3 separate regions of the Mus musculus genome follow, and regions 1 and 2 are each linked to region 3. The links are chromatin contacts, called in public Hi-C maps. All regions are on one chromosome and are shown on one strand. Each heading gives the region's core, a stretch centred on a gene start, on an enhancer-like site or on the middle of the called end of the contact. The rest is flanking DNA. Distances are from core to core; before and after follow the strand shown. Region 1 has its middle 150 kb from the start of Fer. Region 2 has its middle 65 kb from the start of Fer. Region 3 has its middle 75 kb from the start of Fbxl17.

Region 1 (3,823 bases), core at 716-3,215, 140 kb before region 3:
ATGACTAAGTTATGATGTCTTCTTGGATAATTCATCTGCACCAGTCCCTAGGTCAAAGTTCTTACACTCCTCCTCTCCAGACCCCACAAGTCCCTGCAACGTGCTCCTCCGTGTTTGATCCCATGAGCCCTTGCAGTGTGCTCCTCACTCCATTCTCTAATGTTTTTTATTATTAAGAGTATGCATGGCTCAGAGAAACCTTCTTGGCAATTATTTTAATTCTCAGTGATGACAAAGAAAAATTAATAACGTCCGTTCTGAGTTTTACTCACTTGAGTATTAATCAATTTAAAGGATACTGTGTGTCTATTCCTGTACCTATGTCAGGGGCTTTAATTAAAATTAACCCCTAAGAAGAAATATAGCCTATTTAGAGAAGGGCACTTCTTTAGATATATTTTGAAACAGGGTCTCATGTAACACAGGGTGGCCTTGTCTTTCTATGTACCCAAGTATGTCCTTGAATACCTGACCCTCCTGTCTCCTAAGTGGTTGAGTCACAAGTGTGAGTCACCTCTCTTAACATATACTTTTTTTTTTTTTGAGACAAGCTCTTACTGTGTAGCCCTGGTTCTTCTAGAACTCACTGGATAGACTAGGCTGCCTCTGGAGGATTGGAATTAAAGGTGTGCACCACTATGCCTGACTAGCCTATGATTTTTTTAACTTTTAGTAATATATTTTAAAACCTTGTTTTCTTGTGATGCTAAACTCTTACTTATTAAACATGGTTGTGTGTGTGTGTTTTAAAGGGATTGGGAGGGGAATATATATATATATATTCAGGCTCAGCTCGTTTTGTTTTAATTCCTAACTTTATTTTTTTAAAGGTTCTACATCAAGACTTTTACAAATGACAGCTCAATGTCACAGGAGGAAAAATATAATCACGGCTCACTCTGTACTCCAATCCCTACACTGATTCCCACCAGCCCTCAGCAAGGACAACAGAGAGGGAATTTTGAAGATCCCGCATCATGTTACCCTCTGGATTCAGTTGCTGTGAACAAAGCTGATTGTGGTAGGAATCCTGGCTAAACAGAAGCTCTGAGTGACTTCGATTTCCCCGTACCTAGCTTCCATGGCTAGGCCCTTTTGTTACCTAGAAATGACTAAAGCATTTCAATGGGGATTGCTATTCTTAAGCAGACCACTGGGAAAGAAGCAGGGCCTCAAGGAAGAGAACGACGTTTCCCAAGTGGATCAATCACAAAGTGCACGATATCTTGAGAAGAAGGGGTACAGCATAAGCTACATCATGCTTTGGGGGCAGGATTTTAAAGAATCAGATGTGAAAGGGCCTCTCAAATATATATATATGAGAATTCATATACACACACACACACAAACACACACACGTCAAGAGAGAAACAGACTATCCAACTCATAAAAATGGGTAGTCAAATTTAAATTAAATATAATAGAAGATTGGTGATACACACACACATATAATTCATATATATATGTAGATGTATATATATATATATATATGTATGTATATATATATATATATGTAGATGTATATATATGAATTCAGGTCCTGAGAGAAGTATAATAACTAAATATAGGACAAAGGAGAGCCATTTCACATACTCTTTCAGTAGAAATACAGCAAAAAGAAAAAAAGAAAAAAAAAGGAAGCAAAGGAAAAATGTTTCAGAGGAACTTGGGGCTTGCAAAGTGGGTCAAGTGTAAAGAATATTAATTCTAATATGCAAGGCAAGCAGTCAAGGGTGAAGGACTGGAGACTGTTAATCCATCCTTTCTAGGCCAGACTGAGCACCACCCAAATCATGCCAGGAAAGGTTTAACTTGGGGCCATGAACTTAGAGGGAAATTGAGTAACGCCTATAAATTCTATTTACTCCCCTTTCCAGATCGTTAAAGACATTAAACTAGACCCAAGCCAACACAGACCCTTGCACAGCCCACGACACACGGCCCTAGAGTCAATCATGCTGCGATGAATCACTGGCCCGTTGCTCATAATCACCCAAGCATCCTAAATATGACTATAAATAGATTCTTACACAAGCCTGGTTTTTATTAATGTTGCAAACAGGATTGGGAGGTCCCAGACAGAGATCCATTTTCTCCTGTACTCATTCATTGCAAAGCATCTCCCTTCTTGGGAGTATCCCTGATAGGATGTGCCCTCTCTCTGCAGATGAATGTTATGCGGTGGGCATACCTCCGCCTTGCTCCAGACATTTATAACTTTGCTTTTTCAATAGCTGCACTGTATCCTTTTCATCTGTTGACCTAAGAACAAGCAGATTATGGTATCCCCACTCACAATTTGTAAAAGAAAAGCATGTGGTTTGTTCTTCGCTTACTTCTTTGCTCCTGGCTTCGCTTTCAGCAGGACCCCTAGTTTCCACCCAGGGCCACTGGGTAAGTTTCTTTAACACCATTTAAGACCTTCCAGACTTTGCTGTATACAATATATATCCATTCTATACTACAAATTGAAATTTTCTTATCCTAAATTTTACAATTTTTTTCTTTTCTATAGACCTTATTTACATCATAGATCTGAAAGGTATTTTGGATCCCTTTAAAGTCACATATCTCTGATTTTACGACTTATATCTTTCCAGGACTATGTTATTTTCAGCTCTTTATTTCTCCATCACTTAGTAATAAAACACAGTGTGTGCACAGTGGAGGATCAAGCCGTTCTCTAAGATGTTTTCTTCTGATGATACAAAACAGGGAAACAAGCTTCATTAAATGAATCACAAAATGGTGCAACGGTACAGTGTGTGATTAGCATCCAAACAAAAACCGACATGGTCCTAAGGGAAAAGTGCTAGCGTGTGATATGAAACCTGAACTCAGGGAGTTCACTCTCAGGTCTGCAGCGCTCAGGTGGCACTGTGAACTCAGGATACTTTCCCAGGCCTCGCCTCTAAATTCATGCTTTTGGTTTTTGTTCTTATTAATTATTTATGCTCCTTATATCCTAATTGCATCTTCCCTTCCCTCCCCTCCTCCCAGTCCCTCTCTCCTGCCTCCTCCCCTTCTCCAGGGGAGCCCTCCCATGGATATCAACCAGCCTTGGCACACCAAGTTGCAATAAGACTAGGCACATCTTTTGTTGAGAGTAAACAAGGCAGCCCAGTTAGGAGAAAGGGATCCAAAGGCAGGCAGTGTAATCAGAGACAGCCCCTGCTACTTGCTCAACTATGTTCATAGCAGCTTTATTCATAATAGCCAGAAACTGGAAACAACTTGGATGTCCCTTGACTGAAGAATGGATAAAGAAAATGTGATACATTTATACAATAGAGTATTACTTGGCCATTAAAAATGACTTCATGAAACTTGCAGGCAAATAGATCAAACTAGAAGACATCATCCTGAGTGAGGTAACCTAGACCCAGAAAGATAAACATGGCATGTATTCATTAGTAGATATTAACCATTAGAATAACCATGCTACAAACCACGGACCCAAAGAAACTAAGTAACAAGGAGAGCCCAAAGGGCACCTGAATTTCACTGAAAAGGGGAAATAGGTTAGACATTGGGAATAGGTGGAATGAGGGAAGGGACTGGGTGGGAGGGGTGGGAGTAGGGTTTGGGAAAGGAGGGATAAGGTAGGGGAAAGCGGGGAGCAAGAAAGTTCAGGGAGAGACAACTGGATTGGTGGGGAGGGGCAAATCTCTGGGATGAGATAGAAACATAAGACAATGGAAAATTCCAGGAATCTATGAGGGTGACCCTAGCTAAACTCATAGCAATGAATGATACAGAGCCTGAACTGGCCATCTCCTGTAACCAGGCAAGACTTCCAGTGGAGGGATTGGGATACTAAACC
Region 2 (4,254 bases), core at 910-3,409, 220 kb before region 3:
GAGGGAGGGGAGAGGGGGAGGGGGAGGGGGGAGGAAGGTGGGACTCTGAAAAAGGAATTTCCCCCCTGGGTTGCAGACTCCCAGGGTGATGGCCCTAGTGTGAAAGAGAATTTTAAGAGTTTCTGGGATGGGAAACCACCTTGTGGAGTTTATCCTACACAACAGACCTCACCAAACTGCCTCAAGGCAACGCTAGCTGTGCATTTTTCATTGAAATATGAAAACTGACAAGATTCACAATTTTCACTTGAAGTCCCCATCCATCAGCAGGGAAAAGGTAGCTGGGCCTGGGGTCCCGTTGAAGCCTCTGGGACTCCTGTATAGCTGGTGCCTGCCCTGGGGTTTCCCAGCCGCTGAGCCACAATCTTTCACCGCTCCTCTGCGTGCCTTCTTAGCACAGTCTCATCAGTACAGCAGAGACAGACGTTAAGGATCTGAGAATGCGATGAGCCAACATCCCGAGGGGCTACCTGGGCTTTTCTGTCCCAGCCTCAGAAGTGACACGTTATGAGATCCATTTTCTTACATTGATTAAGATGGTCCGCAGAGTTTAAAGAGAGGGGGACAAGTGATAGGAGTGTGGCAGAATGTGGACATTTTTCTAACCACCTCAAGAACTTACGAGGAAAAGGAGACATCATTCATATCTCCTCAGGTTATCGCTTGTCCCCGCGTGTGCTCACAACGGCACGCCACAGCTAGCTAGAGACACCCTGCTCGCTGCTGCGTTTCTGCTAGTCCAGCCCTGGATTATTCTTCTCTGCCTCATTCCTTCAGGTTGGGTTCTCTCTCCCTCTGCCCAGTCTTTGTAGTGCTATGTGTTCGAACCCCTGGAGAAATAACACTCTCCCTGCCCTGGCTAGACCACCAGAGGTCCTGGTCCTAGCCTGGGTAAAAACTCAGTTTTGACTTTCTGGAAGTATGACTCGGGGAGTGTTTAGGGACTCCGAGGGTTGAAAAGAGATGTGTCAAAGTGTGCCCTGGGAAATGACACCACGTCAGCTGTTCACTTGGACTTTCCGATCTAGGTAGCCAGCGATGGAGACAATGCTCGGTGGCATGTGCTTAGTTTGAGGTTAGGTGTCTAAAGCTCCTACTATGTGCTGGGTCTGGCCTGTCCCACGGCAATGCATTTTTCTTGTTTTGCTTTGAGATAGTGTTGACTGGCTACATCTCTTGATTTTTCTGCCTTAGCTTCCCAAATTCTAGGATTATAGGTATGCACCAGCATATTCAACTAGTATGGTTTTTGTTTTTCTTTGATTTATTCCTATTTTTATGTGTGTGTGTGTGTGTATACAAATACCTGAACAGGCCAGAAGAGGTTTCAGATCTCCTGGAACTGGAGCTAGAAGTGGTTTTGAGTTGCCTGACATGGGTGCTCAGAACCCAACTTACATCCTCTGGAAGAACAGTAAGCATTAAGCATTGCTGCGTGTCTTCAGCCCCATTGCTTTAACAGGAGGTATCCTAAGTGCCGACCTACCCACTTATGGAGTAAGTGGGGCCACAGACCCATTTAACTGAGTGTCACTCAGTCATGAGCTGGTCAGACTGGCCGTGATTCAGAATCAGCTTAGAGAGCAAATTCTTCCTGACATTTCCATTGTGTTATTGAAAAAAATTAGCAACTCCCCCAAATCCACAAGATAGAATTCATTTTAGATTTTAATATTATTTTAATAATTTTTTTCTCCAGATAGTGCTTATCATTGCAAGTACTTTAGTGAACTATTTCTTTTTGGCTTCAATAGGAAACCCATCAGGATAGTGACTGTAATAATAAAATTCTGTGCCAGATGAATCTCTCCACTGTTCTTCTAGTTAACATATAAAGAAACAAAGTCGAACACCAGTCTAGAACCTGCTTCTGAGATTTGTGTGTGATGGTGTGTGGTGTTGTGTGGTTAATAGTTGGGTCTCATATGTGCACGGGGCCAGCTGTCAAAGATGACACTGTGGGGGATCTGCTATGATTGGTGGCCTTGAGCATAGGGGTGTATGTCCATACAATAAGCTCACCGGAATGTGCATGGGGCCATAGCAGCAGCAGCAGCAAAATTGAGTATAAATTCTTGGTTGCTTTCACTCTGAACTCCACCCTTGACTCAAATTATCTTTATCAGATAACGGGTGAGTGAATCATAGTGAGTGATCTCCTCACTATGATGATCTCCCACAAGGGCGAGTGAATCATAGTGAGTGATCTCCTTGGCACGCCTTCCTAACATTCCTGTTGGAGTCATTTGGTTTCAGCCATGGCAATTTTCTCTGCTTCCTTTAAGAAAAAATCTTCTTGATTGAGCTAATGCTTATGATATATAGCAGTTAATATGGGATTTAGAAAAATAGAAGCAAAGCCCACAGACTGATGTAATAAGAGCAGGTGATGAGTTTATATTCCACATGGAATCTCTTGATATATCTACTTAATAACTTTTTAAAAAACATACATGAAATATCCCTAGAGTTTCTTTGTTAAGAGAGTAAAAGGGATGGAATTACCTCAAACACTTTATATAATTTTCTAAAAAGTCTATGCAGTCGCAACTGGTGAACTCAAAGATAATCCCATGTAAATAAAACACGGCCTTCCTTCTTAAATATTTCTAAGAGTGCGTATTGGATCTTAAATGAGAGCACATTCTTAAAAGTGAGTATGGAATGATATTCATATAAGGTGTTAGCATTTCTGCAGTATCCTCTATCCCATTCTAAACCTTAAAAGAGCTCTCTGCCTTCCCTCCTCCTCTCCCCCGCCCTCTCATGTACAGGCATGAAACTTCAGGTTCTTCTGTTTTCGCTTCCCAAGGCGCTGGACAGGAGCCATCACATCTAGTTTTAGAAGAATTTAGTAAAACACCAAAGGCTAAGAGGAATCAGATTCTCTGACTTCTTTTCAAATTAAGCAGATGTGTGTGTGTTGTGTGTGTGTGTGTGTGGACATGCGCACACACCCCTGTTATGTATGGGTTTGTAGGTGGTGGGAGTGGCTGTGAAGGTCACTACTGTCAGCTTGACTAGGTTTAAGATCACCTAGAAGACCACTTCTGGTCATGTCTGAGATGGTTCTTCCAAAAAGGTTTAACTGAGGAGGGAGGCCCACTCTGGCTGTGGGCAGCACCTTCCCCCTGGGCTGGAGTTCTGAACTGGATAAAAGAAGAAGAAAAACAAAACCTAATTGAACCCATATTTTTTATTATGAAGTTAGTTATGATGCCTTATATGAAATTTATTATTATTAAATATATATAATTATACACAATTCCTTTTCCAACAAAGACCATTAGTTATAGAAGTGGACATGGATTTGATTTCTGTTTGGGGAGCAAAAGAAAAGCCAAGGATACTTGAACATGTTTCTCAAAATTCTTGGCGCCTTCTCGACTTCATGGGCAGAGAGAAAGTTTCATAGAGGAGAGTTAGATGAGGAGAGAGAGAAAGGGGAAGCCAGTTTATTCACCCTTCCAGCTGGACAGGTACAACTACTGTAAACTGATGATGGAAAACCACTGCTTCACCAAGTTGCCAGTACCCTCCATTCATAAATGCTGTGCTGCTCTGGGCCCCCTCGGAGCCTGCCATCTCTCCACTCTGGAGCCGGTGCTTATCCTAATGTTTCTAGCTCTTCACGGAAGCTCACAGTGGGTTTTGACGGCAATCCCATGTCTAGAATTACAGGCACGTGTTGCTAGCCTCAGACGAGCCCCTCCCTCAGCCCCACAGCACAGAGGCTGTCCTTGTATGCACTCACACTAGGAAGGATCTCTCTCATCCTCCTGTAAACCTGCACCAATCCTCTCTCTCCACTCTTGAGCGAATGAACTTGCTATTAGCACTAAGGGGATGGTATCTGTATTAAAATACCGAAATCTGTATTTAATACCGAAATCTGTATTAAAAGCAATGGGCTTAATTATGGCATTTCAGTATATACGTGGTATTAGGGTTTTCCTTTCTCATCTACTTTTTCACAGCTTATATTATGACCAATCCTCCCTGTGATGGTTTGTATATGTTTGGCCCAGGGAGAGGCACTATTAGAAGCTGTGGCCTTGTTGGAGTAGGTGTGTCACTGTAGGCATGGGGTTTAATACACAAGTCCTAGCTGTCTGGAAGCCAGAATTCTGCTAGCAGCCTTCAGATGAAGATGTAGAACTATCAGCTTCTCCTGAACCATGCCTGCCTAAATGCTTCCATGTTCCTACCTTGAGGATAATGGACTGAACCTCTGAACCTGTAAGCCAGTCCCAA
Region 3 (3,965 bases), core at 398-2,897:
GTACACTATAGCTGTCTTCAGACACACCAGAAGAGGGCATCTGATCCATTACAGATGGTTGTGAGCCACCATGTGGTTGCTGGGAATTGAACTCAGGACCTCTGGAAGAGCAGACTGTGCTCTTAACCCTTGGGGGGGTGGTTTTTAAAATCAAATATATGCTTAGGAAATAATAAATAAAAAAGGAAGGAAGAAAGGAAAAGAAAAAGGGAAAAGGAAAGAAAAAAAGAAAAGTAAGAAATGAAAAGAACAAAATAAAAATTAAAAAAAACGTAGAAAATGATGCCAGTACTGACAATTACTACTATCTCTCAACAGAGTTTGAGCTTCTGTGTTCTATTTGCTACATGCTATATCAAAACGGATGAAATGGACATATAAATTGACTGAAGTTTGCTCTGTTCTTTCATTCAATCAACAAACTCATTATTGAGCACCTAGTATGTGGCATATGTTGGGCATTTTTATAGATTAAGGAAGACAGAAAAAAAAAGCCCCATCTTTTCATGGAATTTATATTGTGTTTGGTTAAGACACACGAGAACGCATCAGATATTTTCTTTATTTTAATATGGGGGGAATAAAGACACAATGAAGAGAAGGGGGTAGTGATCAGGGAAGAACTCTCTGAAAAATGATAGCTGAAAGACTTGAATGGGTAAGCGAGCCACACAACCCTAGAGGTGCTGGGAAGCGAAGATCCTGACACAGAAAAGACATAATTGCATTCAAGGAAGAAAGAGCAGCGTTACAACAAAGTGACAGAAGATGCTGAGAGGGGCGGGAAGGGCAGATGGTTCAGAGGCATCGAAGGCCTCTGGTTTACTCCAGGTGTGAGGAGAAGCGGGATGTTGGGACCAGAGAATGCCATGATAAGCAGAGCGCCGAGGACTGGCTCCGCAGCAGTGGTTCTCAACCTGTGGGTCCCGGCTCCTCACAAGGGTCGAACATTGGATATTTACATTATGATTCATCACGTCAACAAAATCACAGTTAGGAAGTAGCAACGAAATAATGTTATGGTTGGGGGTCGCCACACCATGACGATTGCAGTTAATAAGGGTTGAGTGTTAGCGTCTGCGTGATTGCAATCTTGACTCTTCACTGCCCAAGGTTTAAAATATGAAAAATAAAAATCATTTCTGTGCAAGTGGTATGTGAAGAACAAAACACACACACACACACACACAAATCAGCTTTCTAACCAGAGTGTTACAAACTTAACTCAAAATAAAATACCTGTTTCAGGAGGGTGGGGTAAAAGATTGTGGGAGGAGGTGACCAGAAGAAGGGCAACGGGCAGTATGTAAAGTGAATAAGTAAAATAAGATATATACATATATATATGCATATATCAATAAATTTTGTTATATAAAAACAGGGTATATATATTGCTTTATATATATAAAATAATTAAACCCTCTTTCTATTATGGTTGTTGGGGAACTGCCTATGCAAGCTGTCAACTCACAAAGGTTCTTTGTGGATGGTACATTAGAGTATAACAGCTCAGAATATTCTGGAACATGTCTCCCACCTTTCCTCCTGTCTCCTCCTGTTGACAGCCTGACTCCTGGGTGCTGTTAGAAAGCAAAGCAGAGCTGAGCCACAAGCACCCAGCATCTCTTCCACAGGAAAATGCTGCCATCTGGAGGCTTCTAGAATAAACAGATAAAATTCAGTAATTAAACAAAGTGGAACCAGGGCCCCAGACCCACATCTGTTCATTTCTATATACAACATCTTTTCTCTGGAGAAAAATTATACAGTCATTAACTTAAAAGAAATGAGAAGGCATCCGACCACTTTCATCTTTTTGCTTTGGCAGGCCTGCTGTATTAAACGGAACCCCGGGCAGTTGGTTTTACAAACCTTATTATTTTGTGATCTGCCCATTCATTACCAGTGTAAAGTGGATGTCACTTTTCCACTACTGCTGTGCCATGTCTCAGTCCCCTTTGCGATGGCAAATCTCCATTTCCTCCATGAAAACTGACCAATTCAATTTCTTTGTTCAATTTTGATTAATTATATTTTTCTAAGTAAATCAATTCTTTCATCATTTCAAATATATTTTCATAGTTATATGTAATATTCTATAAAATTTTACTCTTTTATTTGCCTATAGCTATGTATACTTTTTAATCTTTCATGCCATCTTCTTACTTCCCTTTTGTGTAGAATTTGCTGTTTGATGCTGCGCAGTTAGGATTGAATTCAGCGTGCCTCACACCACTGGGATACACATCCAGTTCTATCATGGGGTTTTGAATGGCAGAAGGACGGATATAGAGTGCACGCTACTCTGGGAGACAACATTGTCAGCTTTTGTATTGACAGACACAAGACTTGGGTGTACTCTTTAGAGGTCAACTTTAACATCTCAAATTAGCAGTGACATAAAGACAGGATCGCTGAAATGTCAATGATTAAAAATCTTTTGTAAAGAGCTATGTTTTTTGAGGCAGCTGAACAAAATCGAAGAGCAAATTACAGATGCCAAATTGGGAAAAAAATATATTTTGTACAGTTTAGAGAAAGTATAATATAAAATGGACATCGAATTAAAATAATGATCAAATTGGCTACAATAGAAAGAAAAACTATGAAACAAAGGTACCATAGCCAGGAAAGATATTTCCTAGAAATATGATAATCATAGACTAATTCCCTTAATATATGTGCTAGTTAGACTGCTTCAACTTGACAGAAATTAAAGCCACCCAGGAATCAGATTGGCTTGTAGACTTCTTCCTTGGTTGTCGATGGGTGTGGGAGGTGCCCAGCAGACTACAGTCAGTACCATCCTGGAGTAGCTGGTCTTGAATAAGAACATAAGATGAGCAAGCCATGGAGAACAGGCCAGTTAGCTGTGGTCCTCCATCCTCCACAGCGTCTGTAAGTCTCTGCCTCCAGGTGCCTGCCGAGTCCCTGTTGACGTTCCTTGGTGGTGGACTGTAACTATAAGCCCAATAAACCCTTCCCCTCCCCAAGATGTTTTGATCAGTGTTTTATCACAGCAAAAGAACATGAACTAGGACCCACCTGAAACATTTACTCTGTGAAAGATTGTGTTATGATTATAGGACGGAGAAGAATACATGAACCTCACACGGGGACAAGCACTTTTATTCTGAATACAAATCTCAAAAGTTAAGGAGTAGGAAGAGATAAGGAGAAGGAAGGAGAAAAAGTAAATATACAATTAAAAATGTATAATGAAATGAAGAGTTGCTTACCAAGAACGAGGTAAGACCAGCAAGCAAGCAGAGTGAGAGACTGTTAGCACTGTTGGCCGTTACAGAAACGCAAAGTAAAGCCCTAGTGTGCTCACCACAAGATTGCTAGAACAGCTGTGGGAAAGAATAATGGCAGCCCTCAGTGGTCCCAGCACAAGGAGACGACACACCATGCATGTATTCCTGGGAAGAGTGCAAAAGGATACAACAACTTCAAGAAATAACTTGGCAGTTTCTTCAAACACCAAACATGTATCTGCCTTATAACCCACCTGTCACACTTTAGGGCATTTGTCCCAAAGATACTTATACAAAAACCTAGATAGAATATTCACAGCAATTTTACTTTCATCACCAAACACAAAAGGCAATCTAATGTCCTTCAACAGATGAACCATACACCAATGTACTACCAGTAAGCAATAAAAAAGAATAAACTTCTACAACGCTCAGCCAAGGTGGATCACAAGGTAATCACACTTAGTTGAAAGCCAGCCTCAAATGGCTAAATACTGTACAACCACATTCACATACCGTTCTTAAAAATGACACAGTCATAGAGATGTAGAGCAGACTGATGTTTCTAGGTGACAGGGACAAGGCAGATGTAAAACAAACTCAGCCAAAGAAATAAAGTAGTTTATACAAATCCACACATGGGACGAAGTCACATAGAGTTTTACATGTAGGTGGATGAAAATTATACAAACTATGCAGCTTGCTATT

The links. Hi-C and Micro-C count contacts between places; a contact is called where the count stands out from the background.
Region 1: a Hi-C map of embryonic fibroblasts shows a contact between it and region 3, with 2.5 times the contacts expected there. The contact joins two enhancer-like sites. A contact is called at or near these places in 1 of 15 datasets of contacts at CTCF or cohesin (the NIH/3T3 cell line), 20 of 484 Hi-C or Micro-C datasets (the G1E-ER4 cell line, the STO cell line, Sertoli cells and 11 more) and 3 of 115 datasets of contacts at active chromatin or transcription factors (differentiating embryonic stem cells, embryonic fibroblasts and fibro-adipogenic progenitors).
Region 2: a Hi-C map of embryonic fibroblasts shows a contact between it and region 3, with 5 times the contacts expected there. The contact joins two enhancer-like sites. A contact is called at or near these places in 1 of 15 datasets of contacts at CTCF or cohesin (the NIH/3T3 cell line), 42 of 484 Hi-C or Micro-C datasets (8-cell embryo, the AML12 cell line, the C2C12 cell line and 20 more), 4 of 115 datasets of contacts at active chromatin or transcription factors (the NIH/3T3 cell line, embryonic fibroblasts, embryonic stem cells and 1 more) and 1 of 9 other capture datasets (embryonic stem cells).

Annotation. Positions count from the first base shown.
Region 1 is chr17:63,711,208-63,715,030 of GRCm38.p6, reverse strand. No RefSeq gene overlaps it. Among named protein-coding and RNA genes, the nearest start is that of Fer, 150 kb to the left of the region's middle. Within about 2 kb of position 1,965, at least 45 of the 459 cell types and tissues checked have an H3K27ac peak or open chromatin away from gene starts, as enhancers often do. A contact at or near this core is called in embryonic fibroblasts, where this site is marked.
Region 2 is chr17:63,797,111-63,801,364 of GRCm38.p6, reverse strand. No RefSeq gene overlaps it. Among named protein-coding and RNA genes, the nearest start is that of Fer, 65 kb to the left of the region's middle. Within about 2 kb of position 2,159, at least 50 of the 459 cell types and tissues checked have an H3K27ac peak or open chromatin away from gene starts, as enhancers often do. A contact at or near this core is called in the C3H10T1/2 cell line and embryonic fibroblasts, where this site is marked.
Region 3 is chr17:63,573,448-63,577,412 of GRCm38.p6, reverse strand. No RefSeq gene overlaps it. Among named protein-coding and RNA genes, the nearest start is that of Fbxl17, 75 kb to the right of the region's middle. Within about 2 kb of position 1,647, at least 5 of the 459 cell types and tissues checked have an H3K27ac peak or open chromatin away from gene starts, as enhancers often do. A contact at or near this core is called in the C3H10T1/2 cell line and embryonic fibroblasts, where this site is marked.